4 separate regions of the Sus scrofa genome follow, and regions 1, 2 and 3 are each linked to region 4. The links are chromatin contacts, called in public HiChIP or PLAC-seq and promoter capture Hi-C maps. All regions are on one chromosome and are shown on one strand. Each heading gives the region's core, a stretch centred on a gene start, on an enhancer-like site or on the middle of the called end of the contact. The rest is flanking DNA. Distances are from core to core; before and after follow the strand shown.

The links. Promoter capture Hi-C pulls out the DNA fragments that hold promoters and counts their contacts. HiChIP or PLAC-seq counts read pairs in DNA pulled down with a chosen protein or histone mark.
Region 1: a contact with region 4 is called in an H3K27ac HiChIP or PLAC-seq map of skeletal muscle, with 4 times the contacts expected there. The contact joins the promoter of TMEM237 here to the promoter of CASP8 in region 4. A contact is called at or near these places in 1 of 5 promoter capture datasets (liver) and 2 of 2 datasets of contacts at active chromatin or transcription factors (alveolar macrophages and skeletal muscle).
Region 2: a contact with region 4 is called in an H3K27ac HiChIP or PLAC-seq map of alveolar macrophages. The contact joins the promoter of NIF3L1 here to the promoter of CASP8 in region 4. A contact is called at or near these places in 1 of 5 promoter capture datasets (fetal liver) and 1 of 2 datasets of contacts at active chromatin or transcription factors (alveolar macrophages).
Region 3: a promoter capture Hi-C map of liver shows a contact between it and region 4, with 2.2 times the contacts expected there. The contact joins the promoter of BZW1 here to the promoter of CASP8 in region 4. A contact is called at or near these places in 1 of 5 promoter capture datasets (liver) and 1 of 2 datasets of contacts at active chromatin or transcription factors (alveolar macrophages).

What each region holds. Positions count from the first base shown.
Region 1 is chr15:105,274,507-105,277,538 of Sscrofa11.1, forward strand. TMEM237 (transmembrane protein 237) reads right to left here and starts at 1,301. Exons shown (of 13, transcript NM_001243665.1): 1 at 1,199-1,301. The coding sequence starts at 1,216. MPP4 (MAGUK p55 subfamily member 4) reads right to left here. Exons shown (of 20, transcript XM_021075035.1): 20 at 2,789-3,032.
Region 2 is chr15:104,582,471-104,585,479 of Sscrofa11.1, forward strand. It overlaps NIF3L1 (NIF3-like protein 1), which reads left to right and starts at 1,266. Exons shown (of 7, transcript XM_003133583.6): 1 at 1,266-1,338; 2 at 2,889-3,009. The coding sequence starts at 2,928. It overlaps PPIL3 (peptidyl-prolyl cis-trans isomerase-like 3), which reads right to left and starts at 1,282. Exons shown (of 6, transcript XM_013984381.2): 1 at 223-1,282. The coding sequence starts at 225.
Region 3 is chr15:104,524,487-104,527,239 of Sscrofa11.1, forward strand. It overlaps BZW1 (basic leucine zipper and W2 domains 1), which reads left to right and starts at 1,450. Exons shown (of 12, transcript NM_001244493.1): 1 at 1,450-1,529.
Region 4 is chr15:104,924,802-104,927,737 of Sscrofa11.1, forward strand. It overlaps CASP8 (caspase 8, apoptosis-related cysteine peptidase), which reads left to right and starts at 1,556. Exons shown (of 9, transcript NM_001031779.2): 1 at 1,556-1,602.

The DNA.
Region 1 (3,032 bases), core at 51-2,550, 350 kb after region 4:
TTACTTCATGTACCTCACATTTTTGATAGCCCTGTTCATCAGTTAATGCCCAGGAGGCACTGATGAGGATCAAATGGGCAATTTTAAATTTGATCTATCATTTCTAAATTTCTTACAAAAATTCCTTCCTTCCTATATTCCTTACTATCTACAGGCCAGGGCCTGTTCTAAGCATTAGGGATACATTAATGAACAAAACAGAGAAATGCCTGCTTTTTTGGAATTACATTCTAGTGGTTAAGTATTAGAAGATAACATTAAATATATTTATACACACATATATCAGTATGTATACATATATATGCATATATAAATATATATAAAACCATGCACGTTATTACAGTAATGTGTATGATCATATGTATTACTTTAGTTAGGGAAAGTCTCTCTGAGATATTACAGCTGAGATTTGAATAAGAAAGGAACCAAAGGGAGCAAATACAAGGCTTTTAGGGGAGACTGGGCTTAAATAGTTCCAGATAAAAGAAAGCCAGTAAAGAAAAAGCAGTTATCCAAGCATGGGCAGATTAATTAGGAAGACCAAGGGAAGGAGCTTAGATTCTATTTTAATTCCATAGGAAACCGATGGAGGTTTTTAAGACACAGAGTAACACATTAAAAAAAAAAAAAATTCTCTGAACACAGCGTAAAGAACACATTTTAGGGCAGAAAGCATTAAAAAAAAAAAAACTTACAAAAACTTCTTTACATGAAAAAGAAAAGTGTTTGCAGTTCAGAAAAAATACAGTTAAGTGGCATTCTGGAATTTTTCAAAATAAAATACCAACAGAAATGTCTAAAATGCAGTTTAATGTTGCAAGTATCTCAAGCTGCTTGCAGAGGATACTGACTAAAAAGGGTTAAATTTTAAACACTCCGATTGTTTGTTCCACAATTGTCCCATTTCGCTATCCATTCATTCAAAAGATGTATTAATACAAATGCTACTACACTAGGACAAGGTCTTACCACTATCCAGCAGTTAAAATTCAACTGGAAAAAAAGAGAGTCACATGAAAGCGCTATTGTTCTCAAGATGCTAAGGACCGCGTTCTAACCAAGGGCTCAGTTCACAGGGTAACTCCACATTTCAAAAGTCCCGCAAAAATGAGGTGTCATCTATCCAGAAAGTCAGTCTCTACGCTCCTCAAAAGGTGGGTGGCTCAAGTAAACTCAAAAGGAACTAAAGCTGGCTTACCACTTGCTTCTTCCCCATCCTGTCTAAATCCGGGATGCCCCGCGGCCGTGGGCTCCCGGGAGAGGGTTCACCGCCGCCCGGCCCGCTCCCGCGCAGGCGCAATGCGTCATCGGGCTGCGCTGTCCAGGCCGCTAGGACCCACAGCCTCCTCCCAGCAAGATGGGAAGGAAGGGGAGCGGGGTGGGGGACCCTGTCTGGCCTTTTCTGTCTACTCCGGCGTTAAAGGGGGCATCGGAGTCCGGGCTGAAGTGCCCTGGAGGAGAGGCTCCAGCGGGCGCGGGGTAGCAATCACGGTTTTCCCCATGATTTCCCAAGTGGTTGCGGACATTTGTTCCAGGAATGTAAGAGAAGACCAGGACTGAAAGTTCCCCACTGGCAAACGGCGATCTCATTCCCGGGCGGCTAAATGCCCTCCGAGGGGCGTGAATAAGGAGGGCCTCGTCGACTGCCCCCGAAACTCGCAAGGGCTGGGGCCGCTGAGAAGTGAGGCGTCGTCATGGCAACGTGCGCACCCAGGCCCCCGGAAAATTCACGCCTGCCCCCTCACCCGATTCTTGGAGTTCGGGTCCGGCCTTGGGACGAATTTCCAGCCCCCAACCCCAACCCCAACCCCAAGCCTATCCTGTGAGCGCCGAAGGGGCTGCTGCGCGAGCTCCTGGAGCTGGGCTCTCCCCTTTCGATCCCGTCCGCCTCACCCCAGAGGTAGCTGCCCGGGTGGAGCAGAGGCCGACGGGCCCTAAACCGCTCACCGGGTGGTCCTCCTCCACCCCGAGCCCGGAGTCGGCCCTCATGGCTTGGTGCCCGCCGGGCTGCCTCGGCGCAACTGCCGCGGGCCCGAGGCTGCTTCCCCGCGATGCAGAGGTCTCTCGGACTTGCGGGAGGCGGGGGCTTGGTGGCGCCAGACTAGGGCGCCTCCCCAGGTCTCCGCCCGCCTCCGCGCGGCCAAGCTTCGCAATCCCTGGTGTCAGAGACGCATTTAACCACCAAGCCCAAAGTTTAGCTTGGGGTTTGAGTGTGTGTGTTGACGCAGGCGATTCTCGGATTTTCTTCCATTGCTTACCCTCCATCCAAAGAAGCACAGCATAAAATCAAATCTAGGCTCACCAAAGTGTTAATAATGGCTTAATTTTCTTCATTTTGTTTAGACATTTTAGAAAAATAATAAGTATTCATTTCACATGGAAAACTACAGATATTTTGAAGTTTAAGGTTAAGAAGGAGTAAGGGGATGGTGTGGATATGACATACAGGAGTAGGAAGAGCTGCTGGAAGACAGCCTTCGTGGAATAACGTCCTCATGGGGGGGGGGGGAGGTGTCTCAGATATTGGTCTCTACCACCGAAATCCATTCCTCTTTCCTAATTTAAGCATAAATGTAGATACTAGCTTTGGGGAAAATTAATGATTGTTACAGCTCTGATCAAAATAACGTTTCATTGTAGCCTAATGTGTAAAATGATGGGAGCAGTGCTGTTTCTGTAAGTTCTGGTGTTAGATGTGAAATGTGTGTATTAATGCTTCTTGCAGTTAGTCAAGTAGACACTTTTTGTAAAATTCATGTTCATGAAACAGAAGTTTCATAAGGTAAAATGCAGTTTTTGAAATTAGACACTAATTTTATTTAGGAAAGCTCTTCTTATCTGAATCATACAAAGGCCATGTGAAATCTATGAAATATCCTCATACTCGGTGACTTAGCATTGTTTATATCCCTATCAAATGCAGTATATGAAGTAAAGGAAAACTTTTTTTTCCCCTAAAAACCAAATAGATAACTCTAGATAACCATACCTTACAATTTTTTTTCAAGCAAGATTAATTAGCAAACCACAAC
Region 2 (3,009 bases), core at 16-2,515, 340 kb before region 4:
CTAGTCAGATTTGTTACCACTGAGCCACAATGGGAACTCCGAAAAACATAAGAATTTTAAAGTGATTTTGTTTCGGTTTTGTTTAGAATCATTTTATACTCTACACTTCTACAGCTTATCATTTGTCTTGTCATTGAAATCTCCATGCAGTTTTATTTCCCTTGACTAGATTTCTAAAAATTATATATACAAAGACATTCATAAGAATTCTATAAAACTTACCATTTTTCTTCTTGATGGTTTCAGGATGTACTGTTACTTTCTTACAGTTTATTGACAGAAGTTCAAAAACGAGCCTCTATTTCCAAAAGAAAAAGAATTAATTCATTTCCCTCTTTTAACTCAAACATGCTCATGTTTCCTGCATATTTAAAAGAAAAATTCTCGAGGAGAACAGATCCCTCCCAAGTAATCCGGTTGTGGAAGCGATCAAGCAATCCTACTCATCTCCAGCCCCTAAACTCCTACTTCCCCTGCTTACTCTTCAAGAAGAGTCTGATACATTTCTGCCTTAAGCCTAGCATTGGGTTTTCCCTTCGCCTGGAACACTTACACTCAGTACGGCTATTTCCCTCACCTCCAAGTCGCTGCTCAAAAGTTAAGTCTCATTGACCTGATAAATCTATTTAATACTGTCTTAAAGATTTCCTTTCCCTAAAGCACTTAGCACTAATATATTATATGCTTTAATTGCTTAATTCAACAACACCCTCCCCTCCAGAATACTCACTCCAAGCAGCTTAAAAACTAAAGCATAGAGCGCTCTTCCAGTGTTCAAGTGAATGAAAGAGTAAGTGACGCTACCCCATACTTACTTAACCACTTCACTGAATACAGATATTTTTTTAGTCAAGAAATAGATTAAGATAGGAAGCTTGTGAGAAATTCAAGTGGTCAGGCAAGGAGGCTCTGCCCACAGCTGTTGTTAAAACAGCAAAGATTCAATAACAGGTGCTCCGGAGAGTCTGTAAATTCCAAGAAAGTTTCTTCAGGCCGCCACCCGGAAGTCGAGCAGGAGACCCACTTAGGAGAACGCCCCTCCTCTGCTCACCTCCTTCCTCCTCCTCCCTATCCCAAACCCAACCGACCAGAACGAGGGAGAGGATGTAATTTATCCCCATCAGGAACTCCTTTGACCTTAGAGAACTTCTTAAATAATCACACTAGGACAAAAGGCGTAATGTTGGGCAATCCCTACAGGCGCCCCTGAACTCAGATGCAAAATAGGAAAGACCTCTTCCGCCCAGCTCCCCCGCCCCGCCCACTTTTACGCCTCCAGGAAGTTCTGCGCAGGACCGGAAGTAGCGCTCTTGGCAACCTGGGACTGGTGATTCTCCGGTGGGTTAGATTCCTGCGTGCGGCAATGAGGCCCTGTCGGCGCGCTGTGGCCCTTGCAGGCTGAGGTTTTGGGGGTGCTGCCGCGAAAGGAGGCGGGGGAGGAGATAGGCGCAGAAAACCGGTTTGCTGCACCAGAGCCTAGGGTTCTAGAGCGGCCAGGGTCCTGACTCGCGGCTTGCCCACTGTGCTCCCCGCACTTTTAATTGTTCTGGAAAAGGCTTGAAGTGGGGCTGAAATAAGAGGGCGAGGTTCACAGGCTGTAAAGTGGGTCCTGCTAATAATACTTATTAACAAGCAGTGCTGACTTTAGGCCAAGCATTTTCTCCAACTTTACGGTGAAATCTTGCGACGATACCGTGAGCTGAACGCTATTCTATTCTTCAGAGATGGGAACCGCAGAGATAGAGTAATCTGTTTAGACAGCTGCGGCTCGGGGAGTCAGTCTGGTTTTAGGGTCAGGTGCCCTTCACACTGTGCCCTGCTGCCTCCTATTCTTGTTAATGAGCTACGCAGCTTGTAGATTCATAGGAAATGGTGGTTTTGTTATTTCCAAGGGCTGCTTCAGATCTAACAATAGATAACTCAAAACCAGTGTGGTGGCCCACTAGAGCTTCACTTTAGCGCTTGCCAGATTTAGAAGTCTGGGGAGTTGGAGTAGTGTCAGGGAATCTGGAGAGTGGAAGTGGTATAAGGACCCTTAGAAGATCTTCAAAGACCCCAGGCTCCAGTGGTTTGTGGAGGCTCCACATGACTCCAAACCATATACTGAATATGGTTTGGGGCCCATTTGCTGCCCATTCATAGAGTGATCCACGTACGCATCCCATGATTCTGGCTGCTGACAAAACACTTCATTTTTAAAATATGTTGTTGTTACTTTTTTCCCATAAAGCACCTTTTAATGTTTGTCTCTACCACCATAACTTAATTCTGCTGTGATAAGGGAATGGAGACTGTGCCGGTCTGTGCAGTAAGCATTTAGCACTGGCCTGTATTGGTGATACTGAGATACAGAAGAGATAGTTCCTGTTCTCTGGTAGCTTGCCAGTACTGTGGGAGACAGAAAACAGGAATGTAACATAAGAAAAACTAGGGCAGAAGCAGGTGGGATGGGGGAGGGGGACACAGAAAAGGAAGGTTTGTTAAGAAAAGCTTTATTTAGGAAGTCAAAGGGGACTTGGAAAGAAGGGTAATAGAGAAATGGAGAAGGCTGGTTCAAGCAAGGATGGGGTGAGCAAGAACAAGGATGTGGGGTGGGGGCAGGAAGGAGATGAACATAATTGTGTGTTATCTACCAGGCTTGTTCCTGGTGACTTAAACATAGTAATCCATTTGCTTCTCCAGATGGCCCGTGAGGTAAGTTATAGTCCCTCCATTTTGTAGATTCGAAGACAAGCTCAGAGGAGTTAAATGACTTAGCTATGATACGACGTGCTGGTAAGTAGCAAAGCCAGTACTTGAACCTCGGTTGAAGGATGGCAGCTCTTCTGCTCATATGCTTTGCTGTCTCAAAGGTCAGAGTCTGAAGTGCACGTGTATTTCATTTTCAGTGTTTTGACATCAGATACTCGGTTTCACCTGACTTCTCTATGTTGTTATCCCGTGTACGCCTGGCCTCCACGACAGTCCGATTTGTTCATTCCCTGATCTGCAGTTCTTCCCGTTCCTTCA
Region 3 (2,753 bases), core at 200-2,699, 400 kb before region 4:
TTATTCCCGCATTGCCTCAAGTACAAACCAAGGCACTGTTTCAGTGAAGAGAAATGATTTTGGCTGCACTTGGGAAGATTATTCTGGAAGTGTGGAGAAAGGGACAGAACAGTTAGAAAGTTACTGCAAAAGTCGCAGTTAGAGGTCTCTAGTTCAATTAAGATTCATTGAATGGATAAATAAGAAAGATCTTGGTGGCAAGGCAGCATATTATAGCAGTGGAGCCAGACTGCTTGAGTTCAAAACAAGCTCTTCATTCGCTAACTGTATGAACTTGAGCAAGTTACTTGGCCTCTCTATACTTCAATTTTCCTATCTATAAAATGGAACTGGAGTTCTCTTGTGGCACAGTGGGTTAAGATCTGGCATTGTCAATGCTGTGGCCCCAGTCACTGCTGTGTCGTGGTTTGGATCCCTGGTCTGGAAACTTCCACATGCTGCAGGTGTGGCCAAAAAAAAGAGAGAGAGAGAGAAAGAAAAGCTATAAATTAAATGGGGCTAATAATAATTTCTAGATCATAAGGTAGTTTTGAGGATTAAATGAGGTGAATACAGAAAATGCTTAGAAGAATGCATGACACATACCTGCTAAAGTAGCAATTATTTTTATTAGTGAAACGTTTTATTAATTTAGTGGTTCTCATATGTGGTACCTAGACCAGCAGCATCAAGCATCACAAGGAATTGGCTGGAAATGCACATTCCCACACCAGATCTACATACTTCGGGTGAAGCTCAGCAGTGTGTTTTAACAAGTCCTCCAGGGGATTCCGATGATCTCCGAGTCCCCACAACCAACATACTCAAGAGGGAACTACAGAGACCACAGACAAGGATGGCGGTCACATTCGGAGGACCGAGTTTCCTTCCGACACCAATCTGCATTTTCCTCCCTCTTAAGAGAGGCAGTGCACGACCCCACCCAGCCAGCACTGCAAAGCAATGTTGCCTCGCTCCGGACTTAACCTGAGCAAGTTCTGCCAACGCGGGCTGGAGTGGAAGCCAGGTGTAGACACTTTACCAAACTCAGCCTTTGCCCACGAAGGACTCAGGCGCCCCCAGCCCTTGGGCTCCGACTTCCGGCGCTAGAGAAGGAGGTCGGTGGAGAAGGGACTCAGAGCGGACGTGTCCAACTTCCTCGGCACCGGCGGGGGTGGTAGGGAATATTCGTTTTCCTAATCCCTCCGAGTGCCAACTAAGAGACCCGATGATGCGGCGGTGATAGAAAGATGGTCTAATCTAGGATAAACGTCCTGGAAACCTAGAACCCAGTGAGGGAATAAAGAAGCCTTCAAAATCCTCTCGGCTTCCTTCACCTCCTTTCTCATCCCATGCCCCAAAGCCGCGATCAGGGAGGGGCGGGGGAGAGCCCCAGAGGAGGAAATCTCGCGATAGGACACAGACCGGGGCGGGGGTGGCACCTCTTCCCTCCGCCACCTCCTCGCGTTAGTTCCGGTCGCAGAGGAGACACCGCCGCAGTTGCCGCCACCTCCGGGATTTCTGGCTCTTTTCTCTTCGCCTTAAATTCGGTGAGGCGCAGACCTCGCTCATCTTGGGCCGACGTTGTGGCTCCTCGTCGCTGAGCAGAGGGTGAAGGAGGCGGCAGGCCCTGTGCGGCCCAGCTTGGATGGGCCCGGGCGGAGGCCGCCGCATGAGGCCGGACGGGATCCAGGGCCTGGATTCGGGGATCGGGGCCGCCGCCTCAGCGGGGAGGCCGAGGGACGGCTGCCCGGACCGGAACGAGGGTCCTGTGTGTGCCCCGCGGAGGCAGAGGCGGTGGGCGAGGCAGACCCCCCCTCCGGCCCTGCCCGGCCTGGGTAACAAAGCCACCGCGGCCTCTGTTGGGTGATGTACGCGTGGGGGGCTTCCGGCGGGCGGGGCGGAGGAGCCGCCACCACCACTGCGGCCGCCCCCACCGCCGCTGCTTTCGCTGGAGGGCGGGCGGATGTACGGAGCGGCGGGGCCCCCGGCGCGAAGCGCCTCGGCTCCTGTGATCCGCTCGTTGCGGCGGCCGCCTCCGCCGTCGACGGGGTCAGTAGAGAAGGGGCTGCAGACGAGGAGCAGCCCCTACGGCGCCCTGCCTGGGGCTGAGGGGTCCTGGGCGGGGGCAGGTTGTCTGTGGCTCGGCCGGGAGGCACAGGAAGAGTTGGATGGGGAAACACGTGCCGCGGGAGGAGGCTTGGATAGGAGAGTATTGGGCGAAGGAGGCTGGCCTGCTTTCAGGTTCTTTTGAAGGCAGGAGTGGTGCAAGCGGCCTCTGCGGTTACGGGCACGACTTGAGGGGAGGGTAGTGCTGCTCCTCAGATGAAGGGATTCGCCTTCTGACTGTGTCTTTAAATTGATGTACATGTTTTGGATACCTCCTGACTCTGGTGGTCATCTCTGTTTAGCCCTCTTTAGTACTTAGAAGTAATGGAAGATGTAGGCGAGTTTAAAGAGGAACGAGGAAGAGCCTAAACTATGTTTATGATGGGTGATTTGCCACCAGTCACTGTGGCACTGTAAAGTCATTTAAAAGTATCCTTCACATTCCGTCTTTAAAACGGTTTTTGTTTTTTTTTTTTTTTTTTGTAGAAAGAAATGCGGATTTAAAACTTATATTTAGTTCAGGCAAAGGCAGTTCTTTGTGCCTGCCCAGGTCTATTGCTTGTCTGAAAGTTTATGATCTGTGTGGTTTATAAGTCCCTAGACCAAGGTTTGATGCTTTGTTTTTAAAATGCATGTTATTTTTAAGGCTTTATTTTCCCCCCACC
Region 4 (2,936 bases), core at 306-2,805:
AGAACCGTGACTGGCCCTAAGTACTTAGTACGTGTTAGCAATTAGTATTACATATTAGAATTATTTGTATTGTGTTCCTATTGCATAGCTTGTTCTATTTCTTTTTTTAAGCAAGCACACTGCGCTGCAAGTTCTGCTTTTGGCCATATCCCACTTGGTAACCACGACTTGCTCTTCCACAATGGACAGGCTGCTCAACCCTATGTAAAGGCTGTGTAAGCACGTGCCCATCAATCCTTAGCCTGATCCAGCTTGCAAACGTTTGCCCATCTGATACGTACAAAGTAGGGAGCTCGTTGCTTTATTTTGCATTTTTCAGCTTCTTCATGAGTCTGAGCATCATTCATCCACTTTGGCCATCTGAGTACCCGGTCAGGGAACCCTGTGTTTCTATCCACTGTCCTTCTATAGGGTTTTTCTTTTTCCCTTGTTGATTTGCAGGAAACCTTGTAACATTCTAGATGTTGCTACTCTTGTGTCCTGGGAACATGGACACAAAAGTTTCAGTCTCTGCTTTTGTGATGCTCACAGCTGAGGACAGGAACTAGTCACAAAACAGCGGGACACCAACTGGCTGGATGCTCTGGAGAGTCTCGAGGGAGAGTCAGGAAGACCCTCCTGGCCTAAGAGTTAGCCGTGAAAAGGGCTTCATTCTGTTGGTGTGTTTTCCCTCATAATTCTCAGAGTGGAGTCAGGGGTAGCAAAGGGCCACCACACTTCTCCTCGGCCCTGGGCAGGTGGCCGGGCTCTTTCAGACACCTCATTAATCCTCAGGCATCCGTGAGATGGGTCTCTGCCCTCTGAAAATTTATATTCCACTTGGGGAGAAAAAAAAAAAAAAGCAGTTCTGAAGAAGAGAGTTATTTGATTTTATCCCCCTCTGTTTTTATCATCAGAAAACATTTCAACTGACTGACAGCAAAAAGGCAGGGTTAATGTGTATTTTGTTCTCTGTTGTATCTCCAGGCCCCAGGCCGTGGTGAGGACCCCAGGATTTGCCTCCTTGGTAAGTTCTGCTGGGAACTTTGCAAGGAAGGACTGTGCTTCTAGAATTTTCTAGGCAGCTGAAAGTGGGACCTGGTGGCCTCCGGGTCACGAGGTGATCGTTGTATTTGAGGGCCAGTGGGGAAACCATGAGCGTTTCTGTTGAAGGTCAGCAGAGCCTCTGAGAGCTGTGGTGAGGGGCCTCCATTTCTAGACCTCCTGGCCACGCAGGAAGGCTCCATGAATTGAAAACATTGATGTCTTCATCACAAATGCAGCAAAATCTGTAAACCCTTGAAAGAAGAGAGTGGTAAACGAGGGTCCAAGGGAAAATGACCTGCCCAAAGCCACACAGCCAGAGCCAAAGGTCAAGTGGCCAGGGTCCCCGCCCAGCCCTGCCTCCTGTTCTTGGGCTCTCTCCTGGAGCTCTAGACGGAGGTGCTGCCTGGAGGCTGGCCTACCTCATTCAGCCTAAGTGACTCAGGAGTTTCGAAAACAGGAAGTTAGTGAGCTGTGCTGTTGGTTCTTTATTCGACTTTTATTCTTGTCGTAGATGGGCCAGGAGAGAAGAGGCCTGTGAAGCGGCTGCCACGGTGAGGATCCCAGGATTTGCCTCCGGTAAGGTCGGATGGGCCTCTGGAGAGGAAAGCCTTTGATTTTAGGGTTTTCTAGGCGCTGAGTGTGGGAGCTGGTGGCCGCAGGGCCCATGGGGAGTTCCTTGTATTTGAGTGGGGATGGGGACCCTGGGAGAGGGAGCAGCTCCTCTGAGAGCTGTGGTGAGGGTCCCCAGATCCCAGATCTCCAGGCCCCTCCGGCTTCGGTTGGTCATTCCTGGGTGTTTTTTTGTTTTGTTTTTGTTTTTTTCATGATACTTCAAGCCAATTATGCTGGGCAGATGATCAAATAGAAACCAAAATTTAAATCTCAACTGACTTTCCTGCTATAGTTACCCATCTGCTGATACACAGACCCACCAATATAAACACATGCATCAACAGATACATGCGTGCACACCTAAGAATTCAATTGTTTATTTTTTTGAGAAATTGAAGGGGTGCAGAATAGTACAGGAATAATATAATGGCAACCACACACTGGTCATCAGAGACTTGTGCTTGTGAGGTTGAGCATTTATTGGTGAAGTCACACATCTCTTCGGTTTGGCTAGAAGTTTTTTGAGGTTTGGACACATTTTCTGGGGTGTGTGATAGTGCTGGCTGGGGCCTGCAGTGGACAGTGTTTGTCTGCAAGGTGGACCTCTGGCAGGTTCTGGGGGAACCCCCAGTTTGGGGCAGCCAGCCTGGGCTTGTGGGAGCGACCACACTATCACTTAAGTGTTTCGGCCTGACAGCAGCTTTCAAGTACTCTTGAGCGTTGAATGAGATACAGATTGTTGTCTCAGAAGACCAATGCAAATTTGGGGTTCCTTTTCCCTAGCTTTGAGGTAGTTTCCCAAAGGAGCAAGGGTGCTGCTGGAATGGTGCCCGAAGGATTGTTTGTGATTTGATGAGATTTATTTGCAATTATATTGCGGCATAAAAGGTGATTTAGGATTCTGGGATAAGACGCTGAGGTCTAAATCCAGGCTCCAGCATGTATTGGCTTGGTGTGTAAGGTTCTAATCCTCTCTTGGCATTAGTGGATTTGTTAAAAAGTCCAGTTTTCGTATTTTGGGGGTTTCTGTGGTCTTTCCAATTTTTAAATAATTTATAATCTTCAAAAACATTTTGATTATGTGTCTTTCTTCATTAAATTCCTTCACTGGCTTCCAACTGTAATTAGAATGAAATCCAAATCTTTGTGATGTCTGTCATTGAGGCCCTTGAGTGAGATGCTCAAATCTGGGCCTGATGCTTCTCACCAGCTTATTTCCAAAGTGATTTTTCACCATAGCAAAATGAGGGGGTAACAGCAATATCTTCAGAGGATTATAGTAAATGAGACAAGAAAAA